2 separate regions of the Mus musculus genome follow, and region 2 is linked to region 1. Evidence: chromatin contacts called from public HiChIP or PLAC-seq data. All regions are on one chromosome and are shown on one strand. The core of a region is the stretch at or near the end of the contact, and the rest is flanking DNA. Distances in the headings are between cores, read along the strand shown. Region 1 holds the start of Xylt1 (xylosyltransferase 1). Region 2 has its middle 88 kb from the start of Gm39075.

Region 1 (7,670 bases), core at 1,710-4,209:
TCAAGCAGGGCCCTGGCCTCTTTCTTATCCATCAAGGCCACCTGCCTCTCTATGCACAACTGCAAATGAAAACTCCTGTCCCTCTTAATGCAAAAGGGCTATTTCTGTTTGGTAGTTCAGCAAATTTAGGGTACCCACACTCTGGATGTCCCAGCCATACTGAGATGGGGCATTTTAGATACTCTAATTTACCCCAGCTCCCAGCTATCTGTTCCATCTTTACCTCTCTAAAATGTTTGAAGGGCTACTCATCTTGGAGCCAGAAGAAGAGAATCCCAGATGCCACCTCAGGTAAATTTTCCTCCAAAACCCATCAAATGAGCTGTTTATGGCATCTCTAACCTGCCCAGGGCGACTGGACCTCTTTCTTGAGTGGCTTTTTATGTATGAGTCAAGATAAACAACTCTGCTTCTCCAGGGATTTGGGCCCAGGATCTTTAACCTCAGTACTGAAGCACTAGGGCCCTGAGGGAGCTGAATCACAGCCTGGCCCCTGGAGGACTGCTGTTAGCTGTGTCATGTGGAGGAAGCACAGGTCATTGTTACTTTACAGACAAAGTGCAGAAGCGCTCTTGAGACAAAGGTGGGCTGGGGGCTGGAATATTCCACACAGCCAGGGCAGGACTTGGAGGCTATGTTTACATGACCTCTTGCTACTCATTTAGCACTAAGAACCCTGAAGTTCTTGGGGCGGGGCGGGGTGGGGGAAGATGACTTGACCATGGTCGGGGAAGCTCAATGGAGACTTCAGGGACAGCCGAGGGAAGCCATTCTTCTACTCCCACATGGCTCTATGGAACATTTGAATGGCTACAGAGATAACAGATTTACCCCAAGGCCAGAGGTGTATCTAGGAACCCTGGTTAGATTCATTTCCTTGATCTGACTTCCTGAGCTTTGTGACTGGTTTAGGGGTAACTTAGGACCTAAAAATTACTCTGTAAGAAAACGCTCTCTGCATCTTCTAAAAGAATCCTGGACTGCAGATGAATAAGTTACAGCTAGTCTAAGTCACAGAATCTAGGACTCTTGTGATGTTCCAGTGTGAACAGACACTGTGGGAGAAAGAGAGGAGAAAGGAAGAGAAAATTCTGTAGTGGTTGTTCTAGGTTGCTGGATCAAGCCATGCCTGGAGTTAGTGCTCTGCAATAACTAGTTCTACAATCCAGTAAGGCTTATTTTTAGATTGTTAAACCAGGTGTTTTATTACACAAACTATAAATATTCCCAACTGATATGCAGATAAGAGGAGACTGGTGAACCAGGGAGCTGCCTCTCCTCTACAGTCTCACTGTTGATGAAGTGGGAATGCCTCTGTCCCTGGCTGCAGAGCTAGAGGGGGCCCTGGAGCAGATTGTAGACTGTCAGGGTAGCAGGTTGGCTGAGGACACAGCTATCCCAGTAGCACTCTCATGAACCCACGGCTCCTTTGCAAATCTCTCTAGGGACGATGGTCATGTTTTCTTCTGAGATTCCATACCTACCTACACCTGACTCTCTGGCCTTCTAGCTGACTGTAGATCAGAGGCACCCTTTGTCACCTTGGGATGCTTGTACCTGATCCCACATCTGGCACACATCAGTGCTCTAATATGCTGGTGCAGTGGATGGAAGGGTCCACTTCTCGCCACTGTTGGCCTTGCTCTCTGATAGATTCTGTACATATCCACTCGCTTCCCTTTACAAACCAGGGTGATGTTTAAAAGGGCAGGAGACAAAAGACCAAGAATTCGCTGTAAGTCCCCAGCTCACTGACATAGGTAGACATCAGTCCCATTCACATGCAGACATTAATAGATGCTATGTATCAAAAGGGGAAGTCTATAAGACTGAGTCAGAGAGAGCTGGATGAAGTTTGAGTTCAGAGAGATTATTCCTTCCAAACTCTCACTGACAGAGCTCAGAACAAGGTCAAGGGGGACAGTCTTGGTGGCTCAAGGTCACCAGTCAGTCCAGGAAAATGCTTCTCCTTATAAAGCAAGGCTGGGCTGACCCAGCTCTGAATCTAGTGCACACAGCAAGTCAGACATCAGGAGGGCGGATGGTAAGAAGGGCGTTAAGGGAGGGAGGCTCTGTGGCTGGGAGGGAGACTTCAGCTTGTGGCCAGGGAGGGTTGGAAAACTTCTTTAGCCACCAAAGCATTCACTTGCCAACTGGATTTGGAGGATGTTGGATTGTGAGTCTTTGGGGACCAGAGAAGTGAGTCAATGAGCCCTGAATCTTTGGTTGGCCCTGGAAGGGGGGGGGGGTGACTCAGAAGTCGCAGTGCTTGTGCTGATTAACCTCGGCGAGTCATTGAGAACCTCCTCCCCATCGTTTCAGTCAGTGATCCAGGAATCCCAGGCTGCACAAGAGCCAGGACCTGTGACACTCCTACGTTTTCTCCCATCTCCACCTGCCAAGGTTTTCTCTCTGTGCAGCCAAAGATGCCGGGACGGAAAACTCCGCGCCTCCTGCAACTCCGCCTCCAGTTTTCTGCCACATGGAACACAGACTCTCAGGACCCTTCTTTCCCTTTTCCTGACCTCTGCAAGCTGAGCTGCCCTGTTGACTCTTCTATCCTCCACTTTCCGTCTCTCTACCCCTTGCACCGGCCTTTTCGCACCCGTACCTTGTTCCCACGCCTGTTCTGGGGGGTGTCTGTCTGCTTCCTTCGCCTCCACCCCCTCCCTCACCTTCTCCTCCCCACGCTGCCCTCGGCTCCTCCTCCAGGCCCCGCCCTCTGCTCAGGGCCCGCGTCCCTAGTGGCCCCTTCCCCAGCCCTGGTACCCCTAACGCCCGCCCTAGAACCCTGGGGGTTGGGTTGGGGACCCTGACCCAGGGAAAAGGGAATCTCGAGGGGCCAGCTCCCTTCCGAGCCGTGTCCCCGCGCGCGCGCGCCGCGCCCCCTCCGCGGCCTCCCCGCGCCCGCCTCCCGCCTTCCCCTCCTCCTGGTGACGTCCGGGTCCCTGCCCGTCTGAAAACTCCGCGCCGCGGCGGTGGAGGAGGCGGCGGCGGCGGCAGAGGAGGAAAGGGAGGAGGAGGTGGTGGAGGAGAGGAGCAGGAGGAGGAGCAGCGGCGAGCCCGGGCGACGTCGGCGGGGCCCGAGCGCGGAGCCCCCGGGATAGAGCGCGCACCGGGGTGTCCCGGCACCCCGCTCGCCCCGGGCCGCCGCGGAAGATGGTGGCGGCGCCGTGCGCCCGGAGGCTGGCGCGGCGCTCGCACTCGGCGCTGCTGGCGGCGCTCATGGTGCTGCTGCTGCAGACGCTGGTGGTGTGGAATTTCAGCAGCCTGGACTCCGGGGCTGGAGAGCAGCGGCGCGCGGGGGCAGCGGCGGGAGCAGCCGAGCAGCAGCAGCCCGCGGCCCCGCGCCGGGAGCGCAGGGACCTGGCTGCCCATCTGCCCGCAGCCCGCGGAGGACCTGGAGGCCGAGCCGGCGGAGGAGGAGCACGGGGAGGCGGCCCCGGAGGAGCCCGCGCACAGCAGCCTGCCAGCCGCGGGGCACTAGCCTCCCGGGCGAGGGTAAGGTGCCCTTTGGGAAGGGGATCTCGAGCCCCGCGGACAGAGAGACAGATGGGCGACCCTACCCATGCCTCACATTGGTCTTGGCCACACAAGTCCCGATATCCGAAGGGACTCTGCGCCCTGGCTGCCTCTGACTGCCCTGGCTGCCCTGGGCAGCTGCAGGGTCGTGCACTGAGCCGCGCTGCTCTGTGCGGAGTCTGAGGACCGCCCCCTTGGGGTCTGGAAAGTGAGCTCCAGAAGAGACTCGCTTTCTAGGGGGTCCTGTTTCCTATCACTCTTTCTGGGCGTCCTACTTGCTCTCTGGGTGGGGGCGTTGATGCCTCACTCTCCACTCGAGTACGTGCATCGGATCGTGACCGGATCCTCAGCCGCTGCTCAAGGGTAGTTCTCCACGCAGCCTCTTTGGTCTGAGCTGTTTGCTGTGGGCTGAGAATGAGTGTGTTAAGTCCTCCACCATGTCCCTGGTGCCCAAATCAACACTGGGTCTTGCAAGCCTGATCTGACTTTGGGTCCTGTTTTCCCCTCTGGGAATCTACTTCTCTCTCCACCTTCCCCAGTCCCCACCTTCCTCAGTCCCTAACCTTGCCATTTCTTGCCCTCCCTGACTTCACCTCCAGGTATTGCCCCTTAGTTCCAGCTGGCTGTCTCTGACTTGACATGGGTGGTCAGTTGCACTTACTGTCTGTCTGTCTGGCCACGCTATCACCACACCTCCCAGTGTGCTTTGCTCTTCTTGGATGTGAATAGTCAGGTCTCTGAAACTGTCTTCCAGTTCTATTAGTACCATCTGGTTGGCTAGGTGGGGCACCGGCTTGTCTTCCTCTTCTATCCCCAACTTCTTTGGGGTATCTGTTTCACCTTTCTCTGAGCTAGGAGGGCAGGAGATCTGAGTCCGTAACTACTGTACAGGGTCTCTGCTCTGCGTAGGAATGAGTGTCTGTCTGTCTTTGGGCTGGTGTGATATGCCATGTGATTCTCTGTCCATCATCCCAGTTCCCTGCAGAGAACTGCCCAGCATCTGAAGGACGGTAGCTACCGGGGGAGTGTTTCTAGGATCTGTAGGAAGGGAACAGTCCTTGTTATTGCTTGTCACTCCGGCAGCCCTTGCTGAAGACTGCCTAGACACAGCTACACAGCTGTGTCAGAAGTGCTTTCTGATGTGCTTAAGTTCTTCAGGATTGTTTTGACCCTTGTTGCCCGAGCACAGCTCTTTATGTCTGTGAGCTAAAGCAGTCTCAGGACTTGATCTGACAGAGCATTTGGCTGCTCTGTAGCTACCAAGGAGAAGTCTTACCCTCACCTGTAGTGATGCTTGTGCATGAGAACCTGAGCATTCTCAATGTCCCCAAGTCCAAGGGGACCCAGGCACTCACTGCCTTTGAACTCCTGGAGTTGATCATGTGTTCCAACTGGAAAAACAAAAAACAAAAAACAAAAACAAAAACAAAAACAAAAACGCTATTACATGTTCTTCCTAAAATTGGAGACCTACTGGGAGGTGGGAGGGACTAGGCGCACTTAGTGCTGGCCCAGTGTGGAAACAGGCAGGGTGGGGAGGGGACCATGGGAGGGACTCACTGTACCTTTTGCAAAGGGGATTCAGGAGGTACTTTCAGGGTACATAGACCACCTGTTGAGATCAGTGAGAGAATTATAAAGAAAAAAGCAGTTGGTTTCTTTCTTTCCCCACCGATGGTCTGAGCAGTGATGCACAACCCCTCCATGTGTGTTCACCTAGGAGTAATCTCTCATGTCCTAGCCCAGTCACATCAGGTTTGGAATCGGAAGGGCGGGGGTGGGGTGCCACTTCCCCTTTAAACCATGTTTTTAGATCCCCAGTCCTAGCAGCGGAGCTTGTCTGCAATTTTGCTTTTATCTGTGGGTTTAGGTGTATCCTCCCGACAGTGTCCTCCAATGTCTCCATTTTTTTTAGCTTCCAATGTATATGTATATGAATACATTTTGTGCTTTTTTTTTTCTTTCACTTTCCCATTCCTGGTAGCTCTCAACTGTCCGGTCCTGCTGGTCCTGGACTTTTTGTCATATGCACGGCACTCTCCTCTCTTCCTCCTGTCTCACATCCTGCCCCAGGAGCTGCAGTGTGCACAGGATGGCTAGAGCTAGGGGTCTGTTTGTCCTCCTCAAGGTGTGCCCACCCCAAGCCCTGCCCTTTCATGGAGCTCAAGGAGACCAGAAGGGGGCAGGCTGTTCCCAAAGTCCATCAGAGCTGGAGCTTGGGATACAGGCTGAGAGAGCCACAGACTGCTAACAACTTGCCATTCATTTTTGGACCCTGCCTGGGCTGACTGTATGCATGATGCTGCAAAGGGATTCAGGGTGGCATTCAGAACTAACACACTCTCTCTCTTTCTCTCTCTCTCTCTCTCACACACACACACAAACACACACACACACACACACACACACACATTCCCTGATATTTTTCCAGATGGCTTCTGCAAATACTGTGGAATTGTATGCTAGGACAGTGATGTTCGTTTCTGTGCTGTGCTTTGTGGCAGGCTGGAGTAGAGTTGGGTGAACAGTCATGGCTTCAGTGGGTGCGTGGCAATGGGTGTCAAGCAGCTGTTACGGCTAGAGTGTTTCCAAATCCAGACCTATCTGCTTCTCCTGGCTGCTTTCCCCTCTCCCAACTTCTGAACTGCGAGCCTTTTATTTTTGGAGAGCAGTGTCTAGGTACAGAAATTGTACCTGTGGCCGGGCAGTGGAGACACATAAGAGATCATGTTGATATGCAAGCAGGATCAGAGGGTGTGTGCAGGGATAGTGGTGAAATGGGCATCTCTGTAAAGGTTTGCTAGTGCCCCCTTTCCCTCTCAGCATCTCTGAGCATTTAAGTATTAGCTTGATGCAGATTACAGCAGAGTTCTGTAGTGGGGCATTTTCTCTGGGCCTCAGTAAGAAATGAACTTTACTGTGGTCTCGGAATATAAAACGGGAGAGCACTGAGCCATAGATGAAGGGGAGTAGTGGGGAGTGAGGGGCCTGTCAGAAAGACTAGCCAGCAGAAGTGCCTTTTTAGACTCGGGAAGAAATGAAAGCTGTAGGTGTCACACCTGTATCTTTGTTTCTCTTGCTAACGTCCCCATAGTCCCAGCGTCACTCAAGGTACTTAGTAAGTTTCCTTTAAGAAATCTAATGTTTTAATGTCCTTGCCTACTGTACGCGTACAGTAGAATGCCGTTTTTGTATGATCTGACCCCTTTGAAATGCTGATTTTTTTTTTCAGCAGAGATCCCTCATTCTTCACATTACTCAGATAACTCCGGACTCTTTCAGACATTAACAGTGACTTTGGAAGAGGGTTCCAGTGGCGTTGGAGGCAAAGCTTTTCTTTCAATCCAAATGTTTGCAGAGAGAACAGAGAGCGTTTGACGGCTGATTTGTTTCCTCCACACTTCCAGTGAATTATTTTGTCTGATCGAAGCAGACAAAAAAAAAAGCAGGCTTTGTATATAGAAGTGTGTATCTTTGAGCAATATTTATCTCACTGCAGATATGTCATCGTCTGCTTTACCACACACTGGGAATGCTAAATAAAATAGATAAGTAGCAGCCACTTAATTTAATAATAAGATAATAAATACAGGCTGGATATCCATTATCTGAAATACTTTGAAGGAGTGTTTCAAAATTTGGATTGTGAAAGATACTTTGGAATATTAGCATGTAAATAAAAAGATAGGGCGGGACCCAAGATTAAACCACACAAAATAATTAACCAAAATTATTGTTTTCTTTCTTTCTTTCTCACTCTCCTTTCTCTCACTCTTATTTCTTTCTTTTGCTCCTCCTGTTTCTCCTCCTCCTGGTCCTTCTTTTTCTTGTCTTGATGACTTGTCTAGCTCAGACTAATGTAAAAATCATGACCCTCCTGCGATTACAACTATGTGCAACCACACCTGGCTTGATCAATCTTATATACATGGCCTAAATGTAATTTTGTACTGATTTGTGCCTGCATTTTAACTGTGACCTGTCATGTGAAGCAGGTTTAGAATTTTCCACTTGTCGTGCTATGGCCGTGCTTGGGAAATTTGTGTTTCAGAGCACTTAAGAAGTAGGACATTTCACAGGTATATATGCATGTATGTAGTCACTTTCCTATTCTCTCAAGGCTATCAATTCACTAAAGAAAGTACTTT
Region 2 (7,670 bases), core at 1,616-4,115, 240 kb before region 1:
TTTACACATGTGTGATGTCCCAGGGTCAATCCCCTGCCTCAGGACTGTGAAAATGAGTCTCATGTGGAGTCCACGTGGCTCTTTGGGTTTAGTTTGTAGGAAGGATGGAGGGCGGAAGGGTGGAGCTTTGGGATCAGGATTCGGATTAGGGTCAGAGAAAGCATCATCAAAGACACACTCTTCTTATTCAGTTATTCTTTCCACCATAGATGAGCCAAGCCCCCAATGGAACCCCAGGAAGCAGTTGATTGGATGGTTGATATTGAAGTTGTAAGTCCCGAAAAGCCTTACATCCGGGATGTCACACTCACAGAGATGCAGAGATGGAGATCAATGCAAAAAGCAAGAGGTTGATTAATCCAGCAAGCTGGAGTCATCTTGAAATTGGGATGGAAGCAACCCCGAGTAGCTAAAGCACACACCTTGTATACATTTTTTTTTTTAGAGCAGTTCTCAGTCACAGTTTAGGGCTGGCAGTTTATCATTGGTTAACCTTTAACAGCATTAAGGGGGCAGACTTAAGGACCAGAGACACTGTATGGGCTTTTTTCTAAACAACCAGAGGACTACCTCTTAGTGGGTAAACGTAAGGACCAGAGACATTGTGTGAGCTTTTCTAAACAATCAGAGAACTATCTCTTAGCACACCTTGCAGTAAGGCAGATTCTGAGAAAAGAACACATTTACTGAACTTTTTACAACCGTGGTCATTTTGAGCTACCACAAATCTTACAAATCTTACAAAGTGAAACTGATAGCGAACTCAACAGAACTCAACAGAAGCTAGAATCTCCTAGATGGCATGTCTGCCATGGAGTTTCCCAAGTTTCCCAAGTAGGTTAGCTGGCATGGGAAGAGATATTGAAGTGTAGTGGCAACAGTCTGTGGGCTGGGCTTCTGGACAGAATAAAGGGGAGGGGCGCTCAGTAGCTGCTCTCTGCTTCCCCACTTCAGGTGGCTTAGCTTTCTCCCCTCCATGCCTTCCCTGCTGTGACAGACTGTACCCACAAACTGGGAGCCAAAACAAAGGCCTCCTTGCATAGCTTGCTTTTGTCATAGCAGGGGAATAACTGACACAACCCTTTGCCCCTCCCCCCCAGGTGAAGAGGTAAGGGCAGGAATTCCAAAAGGAGGCTACCTTTGCCCCTGCTTCCTGAGGGATAGAGAGAAGTTAGGGAGGGAGAATGGTGAACAGAGCTGAAAGAACCTCACACCTAGGCTTCTGTACAATGAGGACATTTTATCAAGCACCTCAGGTGTCAGGCCTCATTCAAACACTGGAAGATAACCTCCAACCAAAATCTACCTCCTGGTGGAAACTCACAGTGAGATGCTGAACAACTGACGCTTTCCTGTAAATAAATAAATCACAGCGATGGGGCAGAGGATTCATGGACAAGAGCTACAATGCTAGATGAGAAGTCTGAAGAAGGCGTTGATAAGCATATTACCTTACCCTAGAGATGGCATAAAGTAAGCCAAGAAGCCGGGCATGGTGGCACACGCCTTTAATCCCAACACTGGGGATACAGAGGTAGGCAGATTTCTGAGTTCGAGGCCAGCCTGGTCTACAAAGTGAGTTCCAGGACAGCCAGGGCTACACAGAGAAACCCTGTCTTGAAAAAAAAAAAGAAAGAAAGGAAGGGAAGGGAAGGGAAGGGAAGGGAAGGGAAGGGAAGGGAAGGGAAGGGAAGGGAAGAGAAGAGAAGAGAAGAAAAGAAAAGAAAAGAAAAGAAAAGAAAAGAAAAGAAAAGAAAAGAAAAGAAAAGAAAAGAAAAGAAAAGAAAAGAAAAGAAAAAGCAAGCCAAGAAGGGAGTCGTGTGTGCATCTCTGTTGCAGCAGCTCATACCACAGTCCCAGGACTCTCAGGTCTGAGGATCAACAAGAAGACAAGTAGGGTACAGGGAGGTACTGGACTGATTGAGAACAAAGGCAGAACAGAGAAGTATTTAGAAACCACAGTAAAGCAGGCAGATTCTCCTGAAGGTGTTAGAGAACCTCTCAGCTTCAAGGGAAGCCCAGGCAGCTCCCATGATACTCACTGCCTAGAGTGTGTGCTGTCTCCCCAGAAAGCAATCCGTTCTTCTGAGAGGCTGTATCCTTTGATCAGTGCTCTGAGTACCCAGGACAAGCCCTGGTACCCATCACCTCACCATCCAATTCTTCATACCCCACACCAGTCAAGTTTAATGGTGGCAACTGAGGCCCTGCTTCCAGTCTCTGTGATGCAGCTTCAGGTACATCTCCCTGGCCTTTTGAGTCTCATTTCTAACTCAGAGAATGGGACAACCTGGGATCCACAAATGCTTCAGAGTGCTCTAAGATGCTGGTCGGGGCCAGGATGCTAAATGTGCAATTGAAACTCCTTCATCAAATATCTTAGAAGATAAGTCAACATGTTTGCATGAATTACTCTCAATAAGGCCCTAGCAGCACCCTGGGAGCAAAGTGATATCTCCCTGTGACAACACTCTTTTTCTCTAGGATGGGGAAACACATACATGCCTGAAGCACATGGTTTGCACAAGTCAAACAGACCCAGGCTGTCTGACTGGCTCCTTGTGAGCTTAAGAACAGGAAGGACACTATGAGAGGGAGGGTCCCACTGGACAGAGAAGGCAAGCAGTCTGTGTCTTCGGCCCCAAGTCACCCTGCTCTGTTGGTGTACCTCAGGGCTCAGGGAGATGGAGCAGTAGTTGCTGGAGTCTTTCTGGTAAGACCACCTTTGGGGCATTGGGGAAGAGCTGGAGTTTTACCAAAAACTGCATGAGAAAGCAGCTTTGAGTTGAAACCAGGTGGGCTATGCATGGGAACACGTGGGGCATCCCAGGCCTCTGTTAAGGGTCAGATGGGACCAGCCTTCAGCCCCAGACTCTGAGAGACTCAAACAACAGGACAGAAAACACAGGCTGACATGTTTGCCTTCCTGTTCAGGGTTGCCTAGCAACCACAAGTGACAAGCTGCCAAGCCAGTGATACAATCACAGCAGGCAGATCAGAGTTAGCCAATTAAAACTTTTTTCGTGTGTGCATTTTCCTTTTTCATCCTCATAATTTCATTTAGTCCTGACTGCCCTCAGACACGGATTAAAAAGCCTGCCAAAGTATGACACAGTCAGAAAATATACCCTTATCACACTCTGCTAATGAGTGGAGGGGAGAGAAATTTTATTAAAACGAAGATGTGGGGACCTATGAGAGTTTGTACTCTCTGAAAGTAAAACTCTGCCCTGGCATTGGGGCCAAGGCTCATGCTTATCTCCAGGTGTGTTAGAACCCAGGACTCGGGATGCTGCCTGGCATGGAGAGGGCACTCAGAAAGTGGCTGAAGAAATGAGTGACCCTAGGGAAAACTGTGGAGCCAACAGCTACCTCAACATCCTGGAATGATCAGATGATAAATAAAACCTTAGTACCTTTCACTTGTTTGCTCTCCTTTGCCCTCCTATCTCTTCCCCTCCCCTCCTCTCCAGTCTTCTCTCTTCCCCATCTACTGTCTTCTCCAGCCCCTCCCCTCTCCTTCCTTCTCTCCCCTCCCCCTCCTCCCTTCCTATCTCCTCTCCTCTCCTCCCCTCTCCTTCCTTCTCTCCCCTCCCCCTCCTCCCTTCCCATCTTTTCCCCTCCCCTCCCCTCCCCTCCCCTCTCCTCTCTCCCATCCCTCTCCCCTCATCTCCCCCTCCCTCCTCTTTTCCCCCCTCCACACCTCCCTTCTTTCTGCCTCTCTCGTCAATCTGTCGATCTGTCTTTCAGATAGGACCTCTCTGTGCAGGCAGGCTTCAAACCCACAAGTGCTAGAGATTCCAGGCACCCACTGTCACACCCTGCTTTTCCACTTTCTTTTGGGTGTTTTCTGCTTTCTCTCCTCAGTTTTCTGGATAGATCTTAGCAACAGGAAGAGTCCAACTTAGGGCTGGAATAATGGCTGGTTAATTAGAAAGAATGACCATTCCCCCAATCCATATTATTTTCTTCCTTTTCCAAGTCCCTCACCACACTTCTGTTGATGGCAAATCTCTCTGGATGCTCTGTCTCCTCCCACTACAGAAGACAGAAACAACAAATCCCTGCCTGAGGACCCCAGCAGCTTGATTCTGTCCAAGCACAACACCTGCTTCAGATCAAAAGTGTCTGCTTCATGGGGACATGGGTAGATGAGGTTCTCAGAGACAGGAGCTATGCTCCCGTATTCTTTTTTTTTTTTTTTTAATGATACATTAAAACTATCTTGGTCTGTCTAGCCTCTTTCTGAAAGTTCTGATGCATCTGTCAGGCAGCTCTGAACATCAGGTTATTCATCACTGGGCTTTAGAAGGCATGATTACTTTCTCTTTTCTATAACCTTCTGTGGCCTACAAATCTTGGTATTTCATAATTGTTCCTTTTTGGAGTTTCACTATCCTAAGTTACTGCGTGCGTGTTTGTGCATGTTCACAGAGGTGCATGTGCGCGTGTGTGTTCCTGTGTGTGTGTGTGTATGTATGTGTGTGTGTGTGTTTATATATAAGAAGGATTCCAACCAACCCCCCTCCCCCGCAGGAATCAGCTTTTAGCCACTTGAGAACAGATCAGCCTCATTTGTGAACAGAACCTGTAAGACAAAAGCCTCTGGCTTTGCCTCTAGTGGAGCTCAGGAAAGCAAGGGCAGCCAGTCTGTGCTTTACAAAACAGACTTGCTGAAATGCATCGAAGAAGGCCTACCTGCTTTCTGAGGACAATCTCCTTGTCTTGGGTTTCTGACCCTGCTGCAAAATTCACCATTTATCACCCTGGGCAGCATCACCTTCTTGTCTGCACTACAAGCTAAGTCTTCGTTGTTCACATGCAGAGCATGGTGACTCAGCTTGTGTCCCTTTGACTGGGCTATGGGCTGCCCAGAGAGCTGCTTCTTGCATAGATTCTGAACAGAAACAAAGAAAGTCTATGCACTCTGCATAGAGAGGGCACAGGCCGAGCAAAGACGGCCTTCCACTGGAGTCCTTGTGAGGAGCCAGTAGGTTTGTTGGGGTTACTTACAGGAACACGAGCAGTTGTGGGGCAGCAGCATCTCTCTAAGTCCCACATCAGTGTGGCTGACTCCTGATACTGCTCTGCTGAAGAGCCCAACTGCAGGCAACCTCCCATCTCCTATATAACTCCCATGCCCTCCACGTCCATGAGTAGCAGGGGAAGGAGGCAGTGGCGACTGGGAGGTCAAGAGCATCTCCTGGCCCTTCCCACCTCTGTCCATGAGGGATTATTAATAACCTTTTACCATTACCACAGAGCTGACTGTCATCTATATATTCTGATTTGGGGGATGTTGTGAATAAGGTCTAAGACCTTCTGTAGGTCAACACAGCAACTCTGCTCTGATGGCCTCATCTGTCCCCAGCTTGTTTTGTGTCATTAACATCCCCAACTAAAAATGGTTCTGTTCCACCAGGGGTAATTATTGTTTCATATTATTCTTCAAACACATAAAATAAGATGAAATAAAATAAAATAAAATAAAATAAAATAAAATAAAATAGTTTGTACTGCTCTAAGGCATAACATTCTCTGGCTATAGTTGCTGAATAAATTACATACATATTTCATTTCACTGTTCCGTAACGTGAATCTTCTTACCACCTCCCTTCTTCCTTACTGCAATATCTGAAATGATACACCAATAATCCACCATAGCACATTGTTACCAAATAGATGTTTCTCATGAAGCTTTAGTAGGATCCGTCATAACTTCCTCTTTTGGTGTGTGTGTGTGTGTGTGTGTGTGTGTGTGTGTGTGTGTGTACATGTGCATGCAAGTTCATGTGTGTCTAGGTAGAAGTTAGAAGGCAACATCTGTTACTATTCATTGGGTTCGGTCTGCCTTCTTTGTTTTTTAACTATAGAATTTCTCATAGTCAAGACTGACTGGCCAGCAAGCCCTAGAGATCCCACCTTCTCCAATTTCCTGGCACTGGGATTACACCAGCATGCCCAATTTTTATAATGTAGATTTTGGGGATTGAACTCAAGTCATCCTTGTGCTAAGAAGACAACCCCGAGTCTTCTCCCTATCTCCCTCTTGCCGAATGATTTAAGAATGTATTGCAGAGCCAGGCGCTTCTTATTCTCTAGGGAGAGCTAAACGTTGTACCGACAACCCACCTGACAAGAGTTGACAAATATCTATCAAGCCCATGGGGCGCATAGAATCATTTTTGACAACTCTATTATTTTTCTTTATCTCTAAATCTTTGGGGTCAACCTTCCCTGTGGGGAGATCAAACCCTTCCTTCTTTCCTCACTCTCTGTGAGAAAATAGGAAAACACTGGACAATTTGTAAAGATCATTCCAGGTACAACTCTGCAGACAAGTCTCCGAGGTGTGTGCCCCAGAAGAACTCTCTGGAGCCGTCACTCTGTCATTGTGAAGCATCCTGTGTGCTCATAGTCAGCCCCATTAGGGATGCTGGCCATTTCTCCATAATTAGAGTCCCCATTATTCAGGCTTTCTTAGCTATCTTTTCTTTAGTTGTGAGATATAGCAAGCATTGTCTCATATATAATAATTATACCGAATTTGTTGCTTAGTTACATATGCATTTTAAGCTAAAAATGTAGTTTTTAATTTTTAATGCTAATTTGTGAGGGTGGTATGTGTGTTTTGTGTGTGGAGGCCAGAGTAGATAAGCAGGTGCATTATTTTATCTGCCTTGTTTCCCTGAGATGGGGTCTCTCACTGAACTTGGAGATGGCTGTTTTTCAGCCAGGCTAGCATGCATCTGGCCCCAGGAGGCCTCCTATCAGTTGAGGTTACAGAAGCACGGGGCCCAGCTGCTTTGTCGTTTTTATTTAGGGGTTCTGGGGATCCAAACTCAGCTCCTTGTGCTTGCACAATGTATGCTTACCTAGCTCCCCAGCCCCTAGGATTATATTTTGATGATGAGAATTTTAAATTAATTAATTAATTAAATGTGTTCATATATGTATGAACACCGTGTGCATGCAGCAATCCACAGGTCAGAAGAGGGGATCAGGTTTGCTGGAACTGGAGTTACAGGCAGCTGTCATCTGCTATTTGAGTGCTGGGAATTGAACTCAGATTCTGTGGAAGAGCAACTAGTGCTCTCAACTGCTAAGCCATCTCTCCAACCCAGAACAAGTATACTTTTATTCATATTTCAAAACATAATCTCATCTACACTTTCCATACACATTTTTATGATCTTCTCTAGGTGGCAAAGGGCACTTTTTGAAACACTAGGCAGTTTTCCTGGGTGTATCAAACTTGCCCTCACCCAAGATCTGGGACCAACTAACTTCAGAGATCACAAATAATGCCTCAACTAGAAGTTTTATTCCAAGTCACTAACAGTAATTCACACAGCTTGGTCCACTTCTCCTATTAAAAAAAATTGAACAAAATACAAAGATGCATGCAATGCATGTGTGAATGGTTCAATGGACAATAATAAAATGTGACTACCCAGGCAAAGGTACAGGATGTTACAGGGTCCTTCAAAGGGCAGAACTCATTTCTCCTCACTGGAGGCACCACTGACTTCACTTCTATGTTAGAAAGAACCAAACCAGACAATTTGAGTTCAATCTCTATGATACACATGGCAAAAGGAGAGGGCACATGCGCGCGCGCGCGCACACACACACACACACACACACACAAACACACACACACTGGATAG

What was found. HiChIP or PLAC-seq counts read pairs in DNA pulled down with a chosen protein or histone mark.
Region 2: a contact with region 1 is called in an H3K27ac HiChIP or PLAC-seq map of neural progenitor cells, with 6 times the contacts expected there. The contact joins the enhancer-like site here to the promoter of Xylt1 in region 1. A contact is called at or near these places in 1 of 39 promoter capture datasets (hippocampal neurons), 1 of 484 Hi-C or Micro-C datasets (cerebral cortex) and 4 of 115 datasets of contacts at active chromatin or transcription factors (SST interneurons, embryonic forebrain, forebrain and 1 more).

The regions. Positions count from the first base shown.
Region 1 is chr7:117,378,020-117,385,689 of GRCm38.p6, forward strand. Xylt1 (xylosyltransferase 1) reads left to right here and starts at 2,960. Exons shown (of 12, transcript NM_175645.3): 1 at 2,960-3,501. The coding sequence starts at 3,160.
Region 2 is chr7:117,136,761-117,144,430 of GRCm38.p6, forward strand. No RefSeq gene overlaps it. Among named protein-coding and RNA genes, the nearest start is that of Gm39075, 88 kb to the right of the region's middle. Within about 2 kb of position 2,866, at least 102 of the 459 cell types and tissues checked have an H3K27ac peak or open chromatin away from gene starts, as enhancers often do. A contact at or near this core is called in SST interneurons, cerebral cortex, embryonic forebrain and 3 more, where this site is marked.